Regions from separate parts of the Mus musculus genome. Here regions 1 and 2 are each linked to region 3. A link is a contact called in public Hi-C and HiChIP or PLAC-seq data. All regions are on one chromosome and are shown on one strand. The core of a region is the stretch at or near the end of the contact, and the rest is flanking DNA. Distances in the headings are between cores, read along the strand shown.

Region 1 (2,700 bases), core at 163-2,662, 160 kb before region 3:
AGATGACTTGTGAGCTTTCCACGTGATCATGTCTGGGTCAAATAGACCTGGAACATAGGGGATAGATGTACAGGTAAGCAGTGGTATATGGCACACAGTAGATGCTTAATGGATTCCTCTATCTTGAAGAAATCAAACGCCAGCACAGGCCTTTTCCCTCGTGGGTTATGTCTGAGCCCTGAGCTGTGCTGTGACCCTATGTAGTAGCATCACAGTTGGCAGAAGTCTACAAAAGGCAAAATTCACTTCCTCAGCCCTCTCGCATCTCTGTGATGCCAAAGAATATTGCCAACTATAATTATTTGGATCTAAAATGTGTCCCCAAAGCCTACTCAGAAAGGATTAGTCTCCAGAAATTTAAAAGGTAAGGTCTCGTGAAAGATTTTATATCACGAGAGGTATTCCCCTTGAAGTGAATATTGGGACACTGACCCAGTTCTCTCTTACACATCTCTGCTTAGAAGTGTATGATTTTGCCACCTATACTATCACCATGACACACTGCCTTGCCACAGGTCCCAAGCAACAAGACCAACTGGGCATGGATCAAAGCCTACAGGACAGTGAACCTTTCATCTTTTAAAGTTGATTATATTAGGCCCTTTGTTAGAGTAATGCAATGTTCATGGAGACATTTCCTCTTGGCTTGTATGCTCCCAGAAACCGAGTCCTTACCTGAGTTGTTCTGAACTCTATAGACAGTGCCTGGGGCAGGACAATGTCTTTGGTGGGAGCTCTCATGCTTGTGGATAATAGGCATGGGACTTTGCATAATGGAGATCACAGTGGTTGATTCATGCTGTCTGGGGCACTATAAGCTTCCCTTTCAGAGTTCCATCTGAGTTGGGAATACCCCAGCACAGTCCAGTTGAGAGAGTGATGGATGGGATGGGGTTAGGGGTGGGGATGGGGATGGGGGTAGGGGTGGAGATGGGGATGGGGGTGGGGGTGGGACGGGAGTGGGGGTAGGGATGGGGATGGGGAGGCAGGGTTATATATAGAGGAGGGAGGCAACCATTACTTCCTCTAGGCAGATGGACCCTCGGGTCAGCCTGAAGACCTCTGGCTTCTGCACACAGCAGAGTAAGTGGCCTGGAGGGTCTCATCCACGTGGCTAACAAGGAGCTTCCTAACTTTTAAAGTCCTCTTGACCCCTGGCCAGCTGTGGTCTATTCCCCAGTTCCCTGAGTTTGTTCTGAGCTTACTTAGAATATGCCCCCCCCTTCAGCTCTCTGAATGTTTGAAAGGAAGAGTGAAGTAAGTTGATCTTCTCTGCTGCTCAGGGTACAGGCAAGTTTAGCAGCCCAACCTTAATTATGCAGGCTGGGGGGCTCCCTGAACTTCCATGTGACCACTGCATAGCTGACACACAGTGGGACAAAGGCTGCTGGGAGTCCCAGGAGGGAAGAGCTCAGGTCCTGGGCATGGAATCTGACGGACGATTGTTATTGCAACGGGTCTGTAGCTGAATGACATCATCCTATCGAGAGCAGGGATTTTTTTTGTCAGTCTTTTAACACAAGTTTATGTTTTTCAGACCTTAAATCTGCAGGTCATTTTTTACATTTGCTATTGAGAGCAGATGTGGCTGATCCCTATCGGGTTCTACTGAAAAAATGACGGGGTCGCAGAGGGTCAAATACAGAGAGCCTTTCAATCTCCGTTATTATTTCCTCTACTCAGTGGCCTCAGCAGGAAGCTTATGCTTGGTAATGGTGGCCTTCATAATATCCTCATGCTTGCGAGTCCCAGGCCCTGGCCATGGGTGATTTTTACACTAGAAACCTCTTCTAGGCTCAGCTGCCTGATATGACAAGGAAGCCCTGGCTGAGAAGCAGGAAACCCAAGTTTTCAAACCTCAGCTCCCTGACGCATGTGATGGTCTTTGGATGGAATGGTCTGTGCTCTTGACTTTGGATGTCCTTGCGGATGGTGTGTGGAAAATCAGAGAGATGCCTTCATTAACAAGGATGCTCACTTTTTAACTGCCTTGGCATCTAGTAGGTTGTGCTGGTAGGACGGGTGGATTTGGGATCTTCCATAGGAGAACTGTGAAGAGTTTCCTCTATTCACATCTGTCACTGTCACACTGTCACCTATGATGACTTTTAAGGGAGGCTTTATATTCATGGGCCACTTGAATAGGAAAATTTCCAGCTTAGACTTGTATACATTTTTGGTATGCATGCATGCATCCAACTATCTGACATTTGTGGAGCAGTGGGGCATCTTCTCTTAACTTCTTATCATTACAGATATTAAGATGGACAAGTCAACCCTCTTCTAGAATTCATAGAAGATTTATTGAAGAGCGCAAGCTTGTATGATATAGGCAAAAGATGAGATGGGGATGGGGCACTTCAGCAGGCAGACAGAGAGTGGGGAGGTGAGGTTGAGAGGTGCCATGTGAAAGAAGGAACCCACAGGTCTTGCCACTATGAGGATTTCATGTGTGATAACACAACCTTGGCTCCCTCGGCCTTTTGCTGCCTCACTCCCAGTTGTATTGACAGAGCAAAGGTAGATGTATTCAGTTGGAGAGGGAAAGGGTTGAGGTATACATAGGTATGTGCATGGCATATGAGAACCTTCAGAAGCACTTAAAAATGTGAGCTTTGGGAGGAGAGATGGGAACTCTCATTAATGGAGACTATTAGTTGGTCCATTTACTTTTTAAAAATATAAGTATTCATCTACATA
Region 2 (2,700 bases), core at 114-2,613, 240 kb after region 3:
CCCTGCTCTAGCCAAAGTTAGCCAGAGTCTGGAAGCTATGTTCCATTCTAAAAGTTTGCGAATACCAAGTCTGTTTCAATTATGCAGGTGGGAGGAGGGATGTGGCCCATCCTCCATCATCACTCCCTATATTAGGAATCAAACTCCTGCTACCTCAAGAGATCACATGGGATCAGTCTTGCACAGTAAAGCTGAGGAGTAGGTGACTCTTCCAAAAGGACTGTTTCAATGTGTGAGAGTGGCACCTACTCCCCAGGAAGTGTGTGTGTGTGTGTGTGTGTGTGTGTGTGTGTGTGTGTGTGTGACAAGAGCCACTCTGCAGTAGTAACTTTGGGGCAAAGTCAGGAAGTCAGAAAACCTCACCATCTTCCATGAAAAAGCCAGGTAAGGCATTCCAGAAAGGTGGTAGGGAGGAATGACAGCTGACTGGGGTCAGCCTTAGGTCAGTTCCAGGGATCAATAGTAAAGAGGTATTTGGGGCTGTGTAAGAAGCAGACAGCAAGGATGTAGTTGTTCTAGGTCCCAACTCCCTCTACAAACTCCACCCAAACCAGCCCCGCAGGCCCAGGGGTCCCAGTGCCTTTAGCTGCTCTTTAAAACTCCCATCCACTCTAAAAAGAATATGTGATTGGAGCTTTAGAATGGAATTCCGGGGAGGTCTGCAGTTCAAGTAACTAGCTCTTCTTCTCCTCATACGCTCTGCCATGGACGTTTCTGTGGAACTCCACACCCCAGAGTCTGTGGTCAGCCATAGGCACTCGGATGTTATGGCTCGCGCAGTCAGTAATCTCTGTCCTTCCGCACCAGGAACCAGCCAGCTCTGCTAGAATCGCTGCCCAGGTCTCAAGCACTATTTGGTGTCAGGAGCGCTGCTCCACACCAGGAGTCTGTCACTTCTAGGAGGAAATCTTAAGAAGAGCGGCAGCGACTTTGTCAGATTACAAATTGAGTGTATGCCTAAGGTGCTGGTGTGGGGACACCCTAGGCTCCTATCCGCTTTCATAGGTGGTGCCACCATAGGTCCCAAAGCTCCAGAACAGAACTCCGAAATGCTCGGTTCTAGTCCTCTCTTATCCGTAAGATATGTTTCTTCTACTGCTTGATCTTATGTGTCTTAGAAACACACACACACACACACACACACACACACACACACAGAAAGTGTCGAGTGGGATTATCAGGGAGGGGACACCGGTCAGGAGAAGCAGAAGGCAGGCTAGCACAGCTGCCAAAGTCCGCTGCCCGGGTCAGCAAAACTTTGTTTCCCAATGCGCAGGCGCAGGCAGAGTTGGGGGGCAGGGGAGGGAGGGGAGAAATCGCACGGCAAGGGGAGGGGGGTTAGGGGGAGGTGGATTAAAATAAGTAGGCGGCTCGGTGCTAAGGGATGAGTGAGACGTAGCTCGGCCTCTCCCCAGCAAGTTCTCGCCGGCACTGGTTCAGATTCAGAAAGGGAGCCAGGAGCGAGGCTCAGCAGACCCCGGCGGGTAGAACTCCGGGGCTGTGAAGCGCTCCCGCGTGTCCGACTCTTGGAGTCACCGCAGCTACAGAAGCGTCAGAAGTCTAGTTCGCCAGGGGTGCCAGTCGGCTCCAGAGTCTCTGGTCACTCAAGTCCAGCGCAGCGACCCTCACAGACGCGCTCTGCCCTGGGACCGCGGCGGAACAAGGTAACTGCAGCCCTGGGGCGCCTGGGCTCAGCGAGGCGAAAGCCCGCAAGATTCACTTCTGGTTCCCTGTTGTAGCTGGTGCCTCCTCTTTTCAGTGTCCTCAAAGGCGGTTCTTTTGGCCAAAGGAAGGCTGCAAGATCTCCGTGAAAGTGAGAGCAGTTGCAACGTAGAGTTGATGGGGATGCTGGTTCAAAGACTTCTAACTCTGGGTCCTTGTTGGCCTCTGACCTCGGGAGGAAGGAAGGAGACAGAAGGGCCTGAGCCATTGAGTGCAGCCGTGTTTGGCTAGCTAGAATTCCAGTATTCTAGTAAGGTGCCCACAGATTTTATAAGGCACTCTGCAGGCTTCCCTTAAGAAACTAGAGCAACTTCAGAGAACACAAACTTTTTTTTTTTTCCTGCAGGGTGCCTTTTAATTCAGACTTATCCCCCCTTAGCTGAGGAAGAGGGGAGAAAGTGTTGATGGTCATAACCTAAGCTTTCAGCATCCTGGACAGGTGCATTGCCCCAACTCTGTTGGGCTTTAAAACGAATTCTTCTTTTGCAGAGTTGTACTTTAGACTCGAAGCCTTCAAACCCCAGGACCACAGGGCTGCTGCGAGTCTGACATCCACCTCACAATTGGACTCTGCTTGGGATGGTCTCTATTAGAGGGTTTCAGTGTGTCCCCAGGCCTGCAAATCATAACCTTCGATTGTCTCTGGTGTAGGGAGAACTATGCTGGGGGTGGGGGACACAAACGAACATTGTTTTCTAACTGGAGAACCGGACGACCCAGAAGCAGAACAATCAGGAGGCTGCAGATACCTCTAGCGTGGGGATTCTATTTTGCTCCTTTGGTAGTAGCCTAATCCAGGTTTAAGGGGAAAAGATGGGAAGTCAAAATGAGAGAGACAAGGGCGGCTGCTTGCTGAAGGAATCTTACCTTCCACCAGCAGTATCCTTGATTAAAAACCAAAAAACAAACAAACAAAAATCTCCCGCGTCCTCCCTCAACAGCCCCTGCTGCACAAGCCGGGTGGGCTCCGGAGCAGAG
Region 3 (2,700 bases), core at 6-2,505:
GGAAGATTGAGGCCCTGGGTTTTATGCTTTCCCTTGCTACAGGGGATGGAAGGAATATTGTTTCTCCTTAAAATGATTTATTTAAATGGGTAGGCTAGAATTCTACTTAAAACCCAGTGTCTGAATGCACCTGTTTAAGTCAGCTTCTTGTTCTCTCAGGTATTTAGGCATTGAATTTTCCCCATTAGGGGAGTGATTGACACTGTGGTCCTTACAATAACACATGATTATAACTCTGCAAATGGCAATTACATTCAATGGAAACCAGATGTTGCTTGGAATTCGACTCTTCTGGTTTCTTGGTGAAGTAGATGAATTTGTAAAGTAGAAAACCACAGTCATTACTCAGATGGACTGTACATGAATTAATGACATAATATCTAAATCATATATGGTTGAAAATAATGATTAACTTAAACTATCAAGATAAGCTAATGAAAAACAGACCCTTAAAAATTAAAGATGTGTTTTCTTCAATGTATTTTATTCATATGCTAATCATAAAACTACCCTGGTTTTGGTGTCTCTTCAGTCCTGAATAGAAAAAAGAACTTGTTTAAAAAAGAAGTCTTTTTTGGTGGTTCCCCTGTGGGAGGAGGTGGACAACTGTGATGGTTTTTCTTGGCTAGTGAATTTTTCTAGAGTCTGAAATCAATCTTTTAAAAATATATTGTTGTTAAGGACAGTTAGCAGTGTTTTATGCTGAATTACACACGTTATATTGCTAAGGACATATTCGGCATCCGAGGGACTGGCTTTTCATGTATGTACAAAGCATATCCGTTCACATACAACTTCTTTCTCTCTCCTGAGCCTGCAAACAAAGCACACATGCACACATTCATAGGTGCACAGACTCTCCTTCTCCCTGTCTCTCTCTTATCTTACACACACACACACACACACACACACACACCACTCAGTGATGCCTCCAGCCAAGAAGGCAAATTGGCATTTCAAATCCACCCACACTACCATTTCAAAAGCTCACAGCCTTGGGTTAGCACCCTCTGAGGTGGTTGAGTTTGCAAACCTTGGCCCATCATTTCCACTGTCATGAATTCTCAATGACATCATCACTGTAAAATTAGGAACTCTCTTTCTTTTCCTGCAGATGTGAAAGCTTGACATTGCATTCCATGGTCCCGTGCCACATTTCATCAGCGTTCTTCCTTCGCTTTCTCCAAAGCCCGTGGCCGCATGTGGTGTGTAGATTGCCAGTGCTGTTTGGGATCTCATATCAAATGCTGCTACTTAATCCCAGGCGGCCTTCCCCAAGCCCACACCTGCAGCTCATTGAATCCTCCTGGAGTACAAAGGGCTGATTTACAGCACGAAGGATCCAGGCACTGGTTGCAGCTGGAGCTCCAGCAGGAAAAGGAAGTTGTTCATCATCTTGTGTGCATTTCATTAACAATAGTGTACCCGATATGTAGCTCATAGAATAATTTCAAGTCACTGACAGAGAGCATTATGGCATTTGGCATTACTAGGAAAAAATACTTCAGGATGGGCAAATTAAACGTGAGCGCGAGGTTTCCATGAGACCCCCTGGAACCGCATTCACTACTGTCTGATTCTTTGGGCTTTACCCCGCTTCTCATTCTTTCCCTTTGTCGTTGGAGCAGTCTTAGGGTTCAACTGGGATATTGCTAGCTTTCTGCTTTGTTTTAGGTATTAACAACCAGGAGCTTCGAGCGAGCTATGCTAAGCCAACCACTTGATGTATGTTTATTTGTTGGGGTGGCAGTTGCCGTGGCCGAATGAGACATGCAGTATGTATATTTCTCTTCTGAGAGTTCACCTCCATGTGTGTTAGTGAGTCCCAGTCTGATGCTGGCGATGAGGAGTGAGGATGGTGGAGACAAAGAAGGTACAGATGCCAAGAGATTATCGTATGGCTGAGCTTCCTCTCTCAGCTCTTAGGCCTGTCTTCTCTGCAGCCCAGTATCAGCCTCCAAAGAGGGGATCCCTATCCACCAAGGGGCTGGCTGTCCAGTTCTCTGCAACTCCACTTGTTCTACGGGAGTATCTTGCAGTTGAAGGATCTATTAAGGAGACCGAAGGCCTAAACCTAAGCTTACTTCAGAACAAAATCACTTCAGAAGTGGTGCAGGATGCTCACTGCATTTGGGTCAATGCCCTGCACGATGGTTGAGTGATGCACAGAATAGAAAGGCAAAGATGGATTTATGGTGGCTGTTGGCACTTTATTTCTAGAGGACAAAATCAATAAAAATCGCCCTGCTTGAGGGAGAAGGCTCAGGGAGGCAGAAGCAAATTTCTTTTCACTTTGTAATGGTAAACAAACCGGGCTCAGAGCAGTATCTGATGTGGCTGCACAGAGCCTGGTTTCCAGTTTCTCTTGATGTGTCAAATGTATCCCTTATGTGAATCATGGTTTAAAAATACTTGTATGCAGTGGGTTTGGGAAATCAATAAGCTTTTATGATGCTCTCCTTGCTTCACATAATTTCTGATTTCAAAAGAAAGCCTGTGTATTCCTTTAAGTTGTTTATATATTATGTGTTTCAAAACTAACAGCTCTTCCAAGAGTTTCCCCAGGATTGTTAGAGTTTTTTTTTTCCCCTTGTTCTCCTCTCTTGCTTGCTTGCTTTCCCTTTCTTGTCAGTAATGCTAATGAGTTCGAAACTTACACATAAATTGAAGCAGGATTTATAAAATGCAATAAAAAAACTT

The links. A called contact is a pair of places that touch in the nucleus more often than the background predicts. HiChIP or PLAC-seq counts read pairs in DNA pulled down with a chosen protein or histone mark.
Region 1: a Hi-C map of cranial neural crest shows a contact between it and region 3, with 2.7 times the contacts expected there. The contact joins two enhancer-like sites. A contact is called at or near these places in 1 of 15 datasets of contacts at CTCF or cohesin (pro-B cells), 4 of 484 Hi-C or Micro-C datasets (Sertoli cells, cardiomyocytes, cranial neural crest and 1 more) and 1 of 9 other capture datasets (embryonic trunk).
Region 2: a contact with region 3 is called in an H3K4me3 HiChIP or PLAC-seq map of craniofacial prominence, with 4 times the contacts expected there. The contact joins the promoter of Osr1 here to the enhancer-like site in region 3. A contact is called at or near these places in 5 of 39 promoter capture datasets (the 3T3-L1 cell line, cranial neural crest, maxillary cranial neural crest and 2 more), 2 of 484 Hi-C or Micro-C datasets (embryonic fibroblasts and palatal mesenchyme), 1 of 115 datasets of contacts at active chromatin or transcription factors (craniofacial prominence) and 2 of 9 other capture datasets (adipose tissue and liver).

Annotation. Positions count from the first base shown.
Region 1 is chr12:9,177,474-9,180,173 of GRCm38.p6, forward strand. No RefSeq gene overlaps it. Among named protein-coding and RNA genes, the nearest start is that of Ttc32, 150 kb to the left of the region's middle. Within about 2 kb of position 1,413, at least 11 of the 459 cell types and tissues checked have an H3K27ac peak or open chromatin away from gene starts, as enhancers often do.
Region 2 is chr12:9,573,079-9,575,778 of GRCm38.p6, forward strand. It overlaps Osr1 (odd-skipped related transcription factor 1), which reads left to right and starts at 1,364. Exons shown (of 3, transcript NM_011859.3): 1 at 1,364-1,664.
Region 3 is chr12:9,337,851-9,340,550 of GRCm38.p6, forward strand. No RefSeq gene overlaps it. Among named protein-coding and RNA genes, the nearest start is that of Gm46323, 32 kb to the right of the region's middle. Within about 2 kb of position 1,256, at least 35 of the 459 cell types and tissues checked have an H3K27ac peak or open chromatin away from gene starts, as enhancers often do. A contact at or near this core is called in craniofacial prominence and second pharyngeal arch cranial neural crest, where this site is marked.